Regions from separate parts of the Mus musculus genome. Here region 1 is linked to region 2. The links are chromatin contacts, called in public promoter capture Hi-C maps. All regions are on one chromosome and are shown on one strand. Each heading gives the region's core, a stretch centred on a gene start, on an enhancer-like site or on the middle of the called end of the contact. The rest is flanking DNA. Distances are from core to core; before and after follow the strand shown.

The links. Promoter capture Hi-C pulls out the DNA fragments that hold promoters and counts their contacts.
Region 1: a contact with region 2 is called in a promoter capture Hi-C map of the HPC-7 cell line. The contact joins the promoter of Zfp280d here to the enhancer-like site in region 2. A contact is called at or near these places in 2 of 39 promoter capture datasets (the HPC-7 cell line, HPC-7-derived erythroid cells and neural stem cells), 2 of 115 datasets of contacts at active chromatin or transcription factors (acute myeloid leukemia and embryonic midbrain) and 2 of 9 other capture datasets (adipose tissue and liver).

Annotation. Positions count from the first base shown.
Region 1 is chr9:72,271,490-72,276,357 of GRCm38.p6, forward strand. Zfp280d (zinc finger protein 280D) reads left to right here and starts at 3,399. Exons shown (of 22, transcript NM_146224.5): 1 at 3,399-3,540.
Region 2 is chr9:72,035,856-72,040,258 of GRCm38.p6, forward strand. The region is part of intron 3 of Tcf12 (transcription factor 12); the gene reads right to left. Among named protein-coding and RNA genes, the nearest start is that of Tcf12, 74 kb to the right of the region's middle. Within about 2 kb of position 1,881, at least 20 of the 459 cell types and tissues checked have an H3K27ac peak or open chromatin away from gene starts, as enhancers often do. A contact at or near this core is called in the HPC-7 cell line, where this site is marked.

The DNA of each region.
Region 1 (4,868 bases), core at 2,149-4,648, 240 kb after region 2:
CTTCTTGGTCATGATGTTTTGTGCAGGAATAGAAACCCTAAGACAAGCTTATTATTGTTATTTCCAGTACTCATACTAACTTTCCTAAGTCTTCCCCTCTCTTATATCCCTATGATGGAATGTGTATGAAACTTCTTCCTAACAAACTCCAATTCTGTTATTTCCTGGTTCATCCTGAAATTCTTTTCTGAGGCAAAGTGAAATATCACATCTTAACCTGATTATGTCCCCATTGCTACTGCTACTAGTAGCCAAAAAGTTTTAAGGATGCAGTAATCAAAATTATTCAAATGTTGTTTCTTGGGAAGATTAATCTGGAAAGGTAATCAGCATGTTGGCTACATTGATAAGGAATATCTGCAAAAGTTTAGAGCTGAAGAGAAAAAACTTAATCAAAATAGGAAGGCAGGTTTGTGAGAGGCAAGAATTTAAGTATTGTTCACACTTGAAAAATTAGGCTACTATTGTCATTGATCTTTGGAGAGCTCTCAGTGTAGGAAAGTTTCTGTTCTGATCAGGCCATACCTTGCCCAGATCAGCTCCATCTTGACTACAAATGCAGAAGCAGAAGGATCACATATTTTATCTGTACACAGAGACACTGTGGTGACGAAGACTGATGTTTTTCATTTATTTTATTATTTATTTTTACCTTTGGTTTTTTCGAGACAGGGTTTCTCTGTGAAGTCCTGGCTGTCCTGGAACTCACAATGTACACTAGGTTCGCCTCAGACTTGGAGATCCACCTGCCTCTGCCTCTGCCTCCTGAGTGAGTGCTGGGATTAAAGGTGTGCACCACTGCTACCCCACTGAGGCAGAAGGGTTTATATGTGTCCTCGCTTTCTTAGAGATTCCATTCCTTTACTTGCCTTGAAAGACCCACAACATGAGGACTCCCCCACATTCTGACTCAGGAGAGGCGACACCCCAAATCACTCACGAGAAACGGTCTCGCTGCAAACTGCAAGAGGACTTTTATTCAAGAGCGCTTTTGGGCCCACAGTCATATACCACACAGGGGTAGAGGACCCCTGGCACCCCGAGTAGTTGGGTAAGGGGGTATTTAAAGGAAGAAACCACAACTCAAGGAGGTGGGGAGGGCGTTGTTGGAAAATACCAAAAATACCAGTTAAGAGTCATGAGGTGGTGGAAAGTCAAGACAGTTTTCTAGGAGCCTCTAACAATAGCACCTTTGCACAGCGGGTTCCAGCAAGAGTCAAGGCAACTTTCTTTGAATGAACGCTTCCTGAACCCAGGAAGTGGGTGGGTGGAGGAATGTTGCTATCTGTTTTATGATTAGCATGCCTTGGAGCATTGAGTCACAAAGGTCACATTCTTAAGCCTGGGCCTAAAGGCCTAGAATTTTGTTTTTAGGTTATACTTTTTCAGCCTTATAGCCTACTTGTTGCGTGTAATTTTAAAAACCTGTTACCAACCTTGCCTGGTGTCACAGCCTGCACTCCAGCCTCTCTGGGTTTAGCTCTGTGATCTGCCACCACCAGTCTCATTCAGCTCTGCCAATGACCAGCTGGTCATTTTTCCCAGGAGCTGCAATTGCTCCCCCAACCCTCTCAGGCTAACTTCCACCAGCAACTGCCCTGGCTGCCCTCTTTCTTCTCCTGTCCACCTTAGCTACATGGATAGAAAACATTAGACAGTTTTATTATTTTAAAGCTAGCCAGATAACTCAACAGCTGGGTAAAGAATTTCCTGCCCCAATTCTATCAGCCAGCTCCCCACAACCTTCTCAGTCCTTGCTGGCAGCAGAGGCTACAATAATTCTAAGTGTCCCAAGATCTACATGACTTCAGCTTCCCTTTCCATCCAAATCCTGGTCCAAATTCCTCTCTCCCTGTGTCCCTTCTCTTCTGGGACCTGCAAGTCCCACCATTTTTCTTTCGTCCAGCAATTGGCTTCCCCCCTTTTTATTGACACAATCAAGAACCAAGTAGGGATACAACACCTCCCTCTTTACCTACTCCTTTAGAATTCCAGGGTATCTTGAAGACCCACTGAAACATCCAACCTGAATTGAGCAATTACTGAATTCTTGGACTTTTTGTCCATAGCCAGCCATTGTTGCTTATAAGTCATTCTAATAACCCCCCTTTCTATGCACATGGATTCATTCTCTAAGTTCAGTTAGAAAACTAATAATATAGGTACCTAACACTGAGATGGTGACTGAATTGCTAACCTCTCACCTGACCACCTGGTGTCTCTTTCAAGGAAGTGATAGGCAGACAAATCCTAAATTCACAATACTGGGCTTAGCCCACCTGCAGTGTCCTCCTTCTGTCTTTCTAATGGATCTTGCTCCTCTCTGGCTTCTAGCCCCCTGTGGTCCTGTTCTGCAGCCCTAGCTCCACTGGCCTCCTATTGGGTTCCCAGATCCCTTCCCTTAGTATCTGCAACTCACTTTATATATGTATCAGCTTTCTGCTTTTGTCCTCTGAAATCTGCTGGTCTCTTTAAACCTTTTGTACCCATTCTCTAAGTATGAAATGTATTGAGCTAGTAATTAAGACTGGAATAAAAGAAGCTTTGATCGCCGAGAGCCTGGTATCTATAGACACTGAGGCTATTTGATAGAAGGTAGCTCATAGTATTTGAGTTTATGTGTATCTGTGTTTTTTTGTCTGTATATATGCCTGTGTGCCACTTTAGTGTCTGGTGCCTACCGAGGCCAGAAGAGGGCATCAGATCCCCTGAACTGTAGTTGTGTGCCACCATGGGGTGCTGCGAACCAAATTAGGGCACTCTAGAAAAGCAACATGGGCTCTTACTCATTTTACATCTCTCCAGCCCTCGTTTTATTGCCTCTTTCTTTCTTCCTTCCTTCCTTTCTTTTTTTTTTTTTTAACAAAATCTGACATCGTTCAAACACACAAATGTCCATCTACATTTCGGACATAACATGGTGTCTGTTTCCTTACAGATCCGACTTACGATGAAGTATTCTTATAAATACATCGGCCATTTTTTTCCACCTCCAATTACGGATTACTATTCATACAATAGGAGTGAAAAAGATACCCAAACAAAAACGTACTTTCCAAAAACAACGTGGTACTATCCTGGAAACTCATCTCCTTTTCCTCTCACACCCTTCCCCATGCCCTTTAACCCTCGCACACGGAGAAGGATGGAACTCACTGCTGAGTGCCTACAAATTCTAGGCCTGAGGCGGCCATGAGCGCCACGGCCTAGCTCAGCCCGGTCCCCGCGTGTCCTCGCCGGCTGCTAGGGCCCGGCCGGCCCGGGCCTTCGAGGTCCGCAGCACGGCGCATATGGCCGCGCTCGCCTCCCGCGTTGGCGGGAAGACTGGGAGCGCGGACGCGCGAGGCCAACCCGGAGCCTACCCATGAGGCACTGCGCCCTGGCTCGCGACAGCCCCCTCCCCCCTCACGGCGCCCAGCAGCCCCGCTCCGCGATGGGAGCCGGAGCGGCCTCGGCGTACACAGCCCGCGCTCCTCCCTCGCCTCCTCCTCTTTCTCCTCCTCCTCAGGGCTCCAGTCAGGCCGAGCCGCTCCGCTCACGGTAAGCGTCCCCCGCCCCGCGCGGCCGCCCGCCCGCCCGCCCGCGAAGGCCCTCCCGCGCGGCCGCGCCGCCGCACTCCGGGGGCGCAGGGTGGGGGTCTCGGGCCGCGGCGCGTCGGCGAGAGCGCCCGGGCCGGGCAGGGCAGGGGCCGGCTGCGCATGGGGCCGGGCCCGCCATCTTGCCGGGCCTGGCGCGGGAGGGTTCCCGGCGCGACGAGGCGAGGCGGCCGGCGGCGCGGCGGCCCACAGTACAGGGCCGCCCAGCCGTCGCCTCGCCTCGTCGCCTCGCCACCGCGCAGATCCTCCCATCGCTTTCTCAGCCCGGCTGTGCTCTCGGGGGACGACTCCCCTCGGTCCTTTGTACCTTGTCCGCGGGTGTGTGTGTGTGTGTGTGTGTGTGTGTGTGTGTGTGTGGCGGAGACCCGAGCTCACAACCCAACCCACTCGACTCTTCACGCAAGAGCAGAACCCCACTGGCGTTCGCCATAACAGCCACAGAGGCCTTACCTTGTGCTAGACGACCGCTCCTATCTAGCCACCTTTCTTGTCAAAGGAATGTCCCCACTCTGCCATAGCCCCGCTATTGTCTACCAGAGGAGGGCTTTGAGGAGAACCGAGCCTGACAGATTTTCCAGCTGTGCGTTGCAGGTTTCACTTAATAAACCACAAACGAGTGGTCGCGCTGAGGTTTTAGCCTGCGCAAGAAGATGGTGTTTTCACGACCAACCTGCATTTGTAACCCGTTAGGAAAGAAATATGCTAGGAAAAAAATGGACGTTAACCTGCTGCGAGCATGGAGACTTTTGGCTTCACGAAGAAAAAAAATTTTTTTTTTAAATAGTCCGCCATACTTAAACATTTGGCTTTATTTTCAAGTTTGGACTGAATCATCTAAATACTTGGACGTCTTTTAGTGCCCTTAACCATAAATTCACACGATGGAAGTAAGAGTTTGAAGGTACAAAACCCTTCCCTTGGCATCTGTGTGCTATCTTGTTTTGAGAGATGACTGTACCAACTCAAGTTGTTTGGATGTAACTGATAGGGTGAAGGGACCGGGTTGGAGGACCTTGTGCTTTTTGATGGTCCACCATCTGCACTAAAGCCATCCTTGAGTTTGAGTGGTTGTATCTGTCATTGGTGTCAATGTTTACCTTGGGCTACTTTCGGAGACGTTTTTGTTGGCAGAGCAGTTTTGAAGGTCAGCCTCAGAAATGACGATGAGAACGCTTGGCTACCGGGGCCATTACGGAACCTTAAGTTTTAGGACTCCTCATTCAGCTCACCTCAGTATTTTATGTCCCATTTTCACTGCAGTGAGGTTCCTGA
Region 2 (4,403 bases), core at 631-3,130:
AGAGGCTACTTGCAGCCACATTTACAAGGCTGTGTCTATTAAAACTCTTGAACCTACACAAGAACACATACTATTTAGTATGTTCTTGGTTTTAAATAATTAGTTACTTGTGGATGTAAAAAGTGCAGTATTCTGTGAACTTTTTCTATAAGCTTATTCATATGTATTTGTTCACTCATTTGCAAACATCCAAAGCTCTATTTACACACTAGGTGGTAATGAATTCTTGATTAAATCATCACTTACAGAGGTGAATAGCATTAAACTTAGTGCACTAGATGTAGAAAACAGCCATCAATGCTTGCCTAGAAATCATACTAATAAAAACAAAAGATAAACAAGAACAAAAATTTTTTTTTAGATCTTAGTGACAACATGGCACTGAAAGTTTCAAAGTCTGTCAAGTGCTGGTTCTGTGTGTTAGCACAGAAAGCTAAGGGAATAGTGACCTGACATTTAAGAATTTGGCAAGGTACCCCATTACAGAAACCACAGCTCTTGGAGAAGAACTTACTTGGTTGGGGGGGGGGGAGGGGGAGGTAAGGAAGGTTGCCAAAAAACCCACACCACGTGTCTGCCGCATGGCATGCACGCAGGTGATAGAAAATTTACTCCATGTCTACTAATACATCTGAACAAGAATTAAGAAAAATATAGATCTCCATAATTTTCCTTTTCTCCTCCCCAAATTAAGTCTCTTAACAAAAATAACAAAAAATATATTTTTGAATATTAAAAATATATATTTTCTTAGATAAACCCCTACTTGTCTCTTTTCTTTTTTTCCATAAAATTCTGTTTTACTGTCTTTTCCTAATTAAAGGAATGACATCAGAATAAAGAGATAAACAGCAGATTTTTCCATCAGATAATTTATCTCTGTAAGTCTAAAGCAGAAGATCCTGGAAACCAGACCTGAGGGCAAAGGACCCAGACCCACGCCCATCCCAGCCTCCTAAAAGGAGTCATGAGTTTACAGCTCATTTGTCATTTAATAAGGACAGAACAGGAAATTGCTTATTTTTTCTTCTTTTAACTGTCATATCATTTTTTATAGATGATTTCACATTCTAATTAAAACTTTTTCCTTAAAAATCCATCAAGCTTTCTTAAGGATGGCTTATTTCATATCAATTACAGTAGTAACTGTTAAAAGGTTACACAATTTAGCTCAGTATTCACATATATATCTGTAACAGTAGAAATGAAGCCCATTCAATAACAAATACTGGCTTTCTACCCTATCTAGTTACACCACATTGTGTGAGCTGGGGGTGGGGGGTGCATGCACACACATGTCTGTGACTGTCTGTATTTATGCATATTATACAAGTAACTGTACATGCGGGAAATCAATTGCATATTCATGAGAATGGGCAGTACTAACACTATCTCTGAGTTAACTTATCCATAAAAATGTAAGAGCACAGCAAAGTAAAAGTGCAACATCAGAGAGTGAAAGAAAGGGCTCCTAACAATTTCCTACAGCAGCCAAAACTGCTAACAAGACTCACATGATAATAAGAAAATGACAGTCTACTGACTTGGCTTCCTTCCACCCACCCTCACTGGATTGTCACAGTCTTCTAGTGCCCTACCCCTACACCCCACTACTTAGGTAGTTCAAATTTGTGATCTCTGGTTTCGGGATCCCTGGTGCTGGGACTACAGTTCTACACCACCACACCCGGCTAGTTTATACTACTTTTAATATTTTCAGAGGACTTCATTTTCCAAACTTTTCTGTTTGCTGCATTACACTTTACAACCTGAACAGTTTAAGAAAAATGGTAATGTTCAGAATTCTTCTATCTCTTTGTCCAGGGAAAAAACAATTGACTATCCTCTTAAATATCTGATCACACTCCAGCTGCTGGTGATGTGCAGCTGTCCTGACCCCATGGCTCATTGTAAGAAAAACCTCAAAGTCCTCCTGCACAAAGGAGACAACATGGGGTGGCTTATTTCTTTTTTCCCTCTGTTTCACTTAAAGATCTCTCTGAGATATAATAAAAACATAAGGCATAAAAGGAAAAATGGGCAAAGTGGATACGATGAAAATTAAGAAACTCAAAAGATAATCCACAGACTCACATAAAGGACTTGTTTTTGAATTTTTTAGGAAAACTATAGCAATCAATTTCTTTGGACTGGAGATGAAGCTTACTGATAGAGTCTTTTTTTTCTAGCATGCACAAAATCCTAGGTTTAATCCCAAATACTACAAAGGAAAAGAGAAAACTATTACAACTCACTAAAATTAAATTTAAAGATACATAAGTGGTCTGAAGAAGACAACCCTCCCAAAAAGATAACAGACAGCCAATAAATGCATAGAAGTTGTCCGGTATCAATCTTAGCCACCAGAGAGTGAAATTCAAAACCATTAAATCCTCCCTATGTCACACAAGTGACACTGACCTGGGAGTGAGGCTCTGGATAAACCATTAAATCCTCCATATGTCACACAAGTGACACTGACTGGGAGTGAGGCTCTGGATCTGGACTAAGTCAGTGCTCTATCATTACCTGCGTGGTTTGAAAAAAGTCACGTATGCTCTATAAAACAGAACTTCTAAAATTACCAAATTTATTACATTATGATTTCTAATTGAAAAAACATATATGAGAAAATGTGAACTACATACATATTCCTTTAAGTCCCTATAAAGATGGCTCTTATTCAATGTTAAATCAGTTAACACACTTTATGAACCTATTGTGCACAAGTACAGAAAGCAAGCTGAAACATGAAGTCATATAACTGATGTTAAGCCACAGGCATTGGTTTTACTTCACAGGTGGCAACATACACTAGCTTCAACTCAACTCAACAAAGGGAGTTCTCCTCACCAAAAAAAGCAGTGGTTAACTGTAGTGGCAAAAAGAAAAAATGAAGAAAGAAAAATGGCCATCAACTCATAAGAAAAGCAAAATCTAAAGATTCTTCCCTTCGCAGGGTAGTGTTTTGTTTAATCCCAACAAGAAAACAGTCCAAAATTGTGATCAATTTTAGTATGCATCACTTAAATTATCCAAGCACTTCCAGAAAAGAGCAGTTGTGTGCTTTAAAGGACGGCTGAAGTATAGCCAAAGACTAACACATACTAGCAAAAGCAAGATACTGGATCAATGGTGCAAAGTAGCTCAGGAAATTGACATTTCAACTATATATTCCTTAATTTCAGCACAGTATATGTAGTCTAAACAACTCTTCAGAACAAACGGTCCTAGGGAAACATTCTTTTCATACTAAATAGCATGTAAATAAACGCCCATCATGCCAACTCATGGTTTCACAATCTGTTTTCTTCCTTATACCTACTAGTATCTGCATTCTTTTTAAAGCTACACAATTCCTACAAACTAGGGAAGTTAGGATCTTTACTTAATGGTACATTAGGAGGATTAAATAACCAAAGGTGCCCCTTTTTCTTTTTTTTTTCTTTTCTTTTTATTAATTTTTATTAGGTATTTTCCTCATTTACATTTCCAATGCTATCCCAAAAGTCCCCCATACTCTCCCCCCCACTCCCCTACTCACCCACTCCCACTTTTTGGCCCTGGCTTTCCCCTGTACTACCCCTTTTTCTTAATATACCTAACTAAACTTTGAGAGAAAAAGACAACACACGTGTTATATCTCTTACTTGCATATGGTTAGAAAGTAAGAGATATAACAAACTGAACTTCTGCACACACCAAAAACTCTTCTTTCTGTTTTATTTTTTTAAGACAATTACCTTGGCATTACTTTTCAGATCATATCATTAACTTAGTTGCAGTAATAATGTAAGAAGACTAAAACAGTTCTAAGAACAGAAAAGTCTAGATTTCCTACAATGAAATACTTTCTCTTTCACTCTTAAATATTTTATGCCTTCTTACAGTGGGACTGACGAACATGCAGTCCATGTCTCAGTCTCACCTATTACTACTGCAGACTCTTCAGGTGAGGCTGCTGGCTGTCAGCCCTTGGTTCTTCACTGTCTATTCCCAGTGTGCCATCACCTGTTGCTGGATTTAAGCAAACTGACTCTTCTTCATTTCCATCTAGTTACTACACACATCTACTGAAGTTATTAAATTTGTAGTTTCAGTTCCATGACTCCATATTTTTCCTCTTTATCTTTTACTACTTCGCTGATGCTTTTAGCCTCACATTATTGCAAAGGTGTTTGCAACTGCTTGTTTAATATGTTAACTCATACTCATGATTTTAAAGTTTTGAGCAGGTAACTTCAAGCATGTGCATCTCCTTGTTATAGTTGCCTATTAGCAGATTTCCTAATGCAGCTTATTTGTATATCAAGAAATTTTGGATCCCTCCATTAGCATATCTAGCAACATTCTGAAACAGAATCTTCTTACACTCTGCATAGTAAACTCACATATTTTCTTCA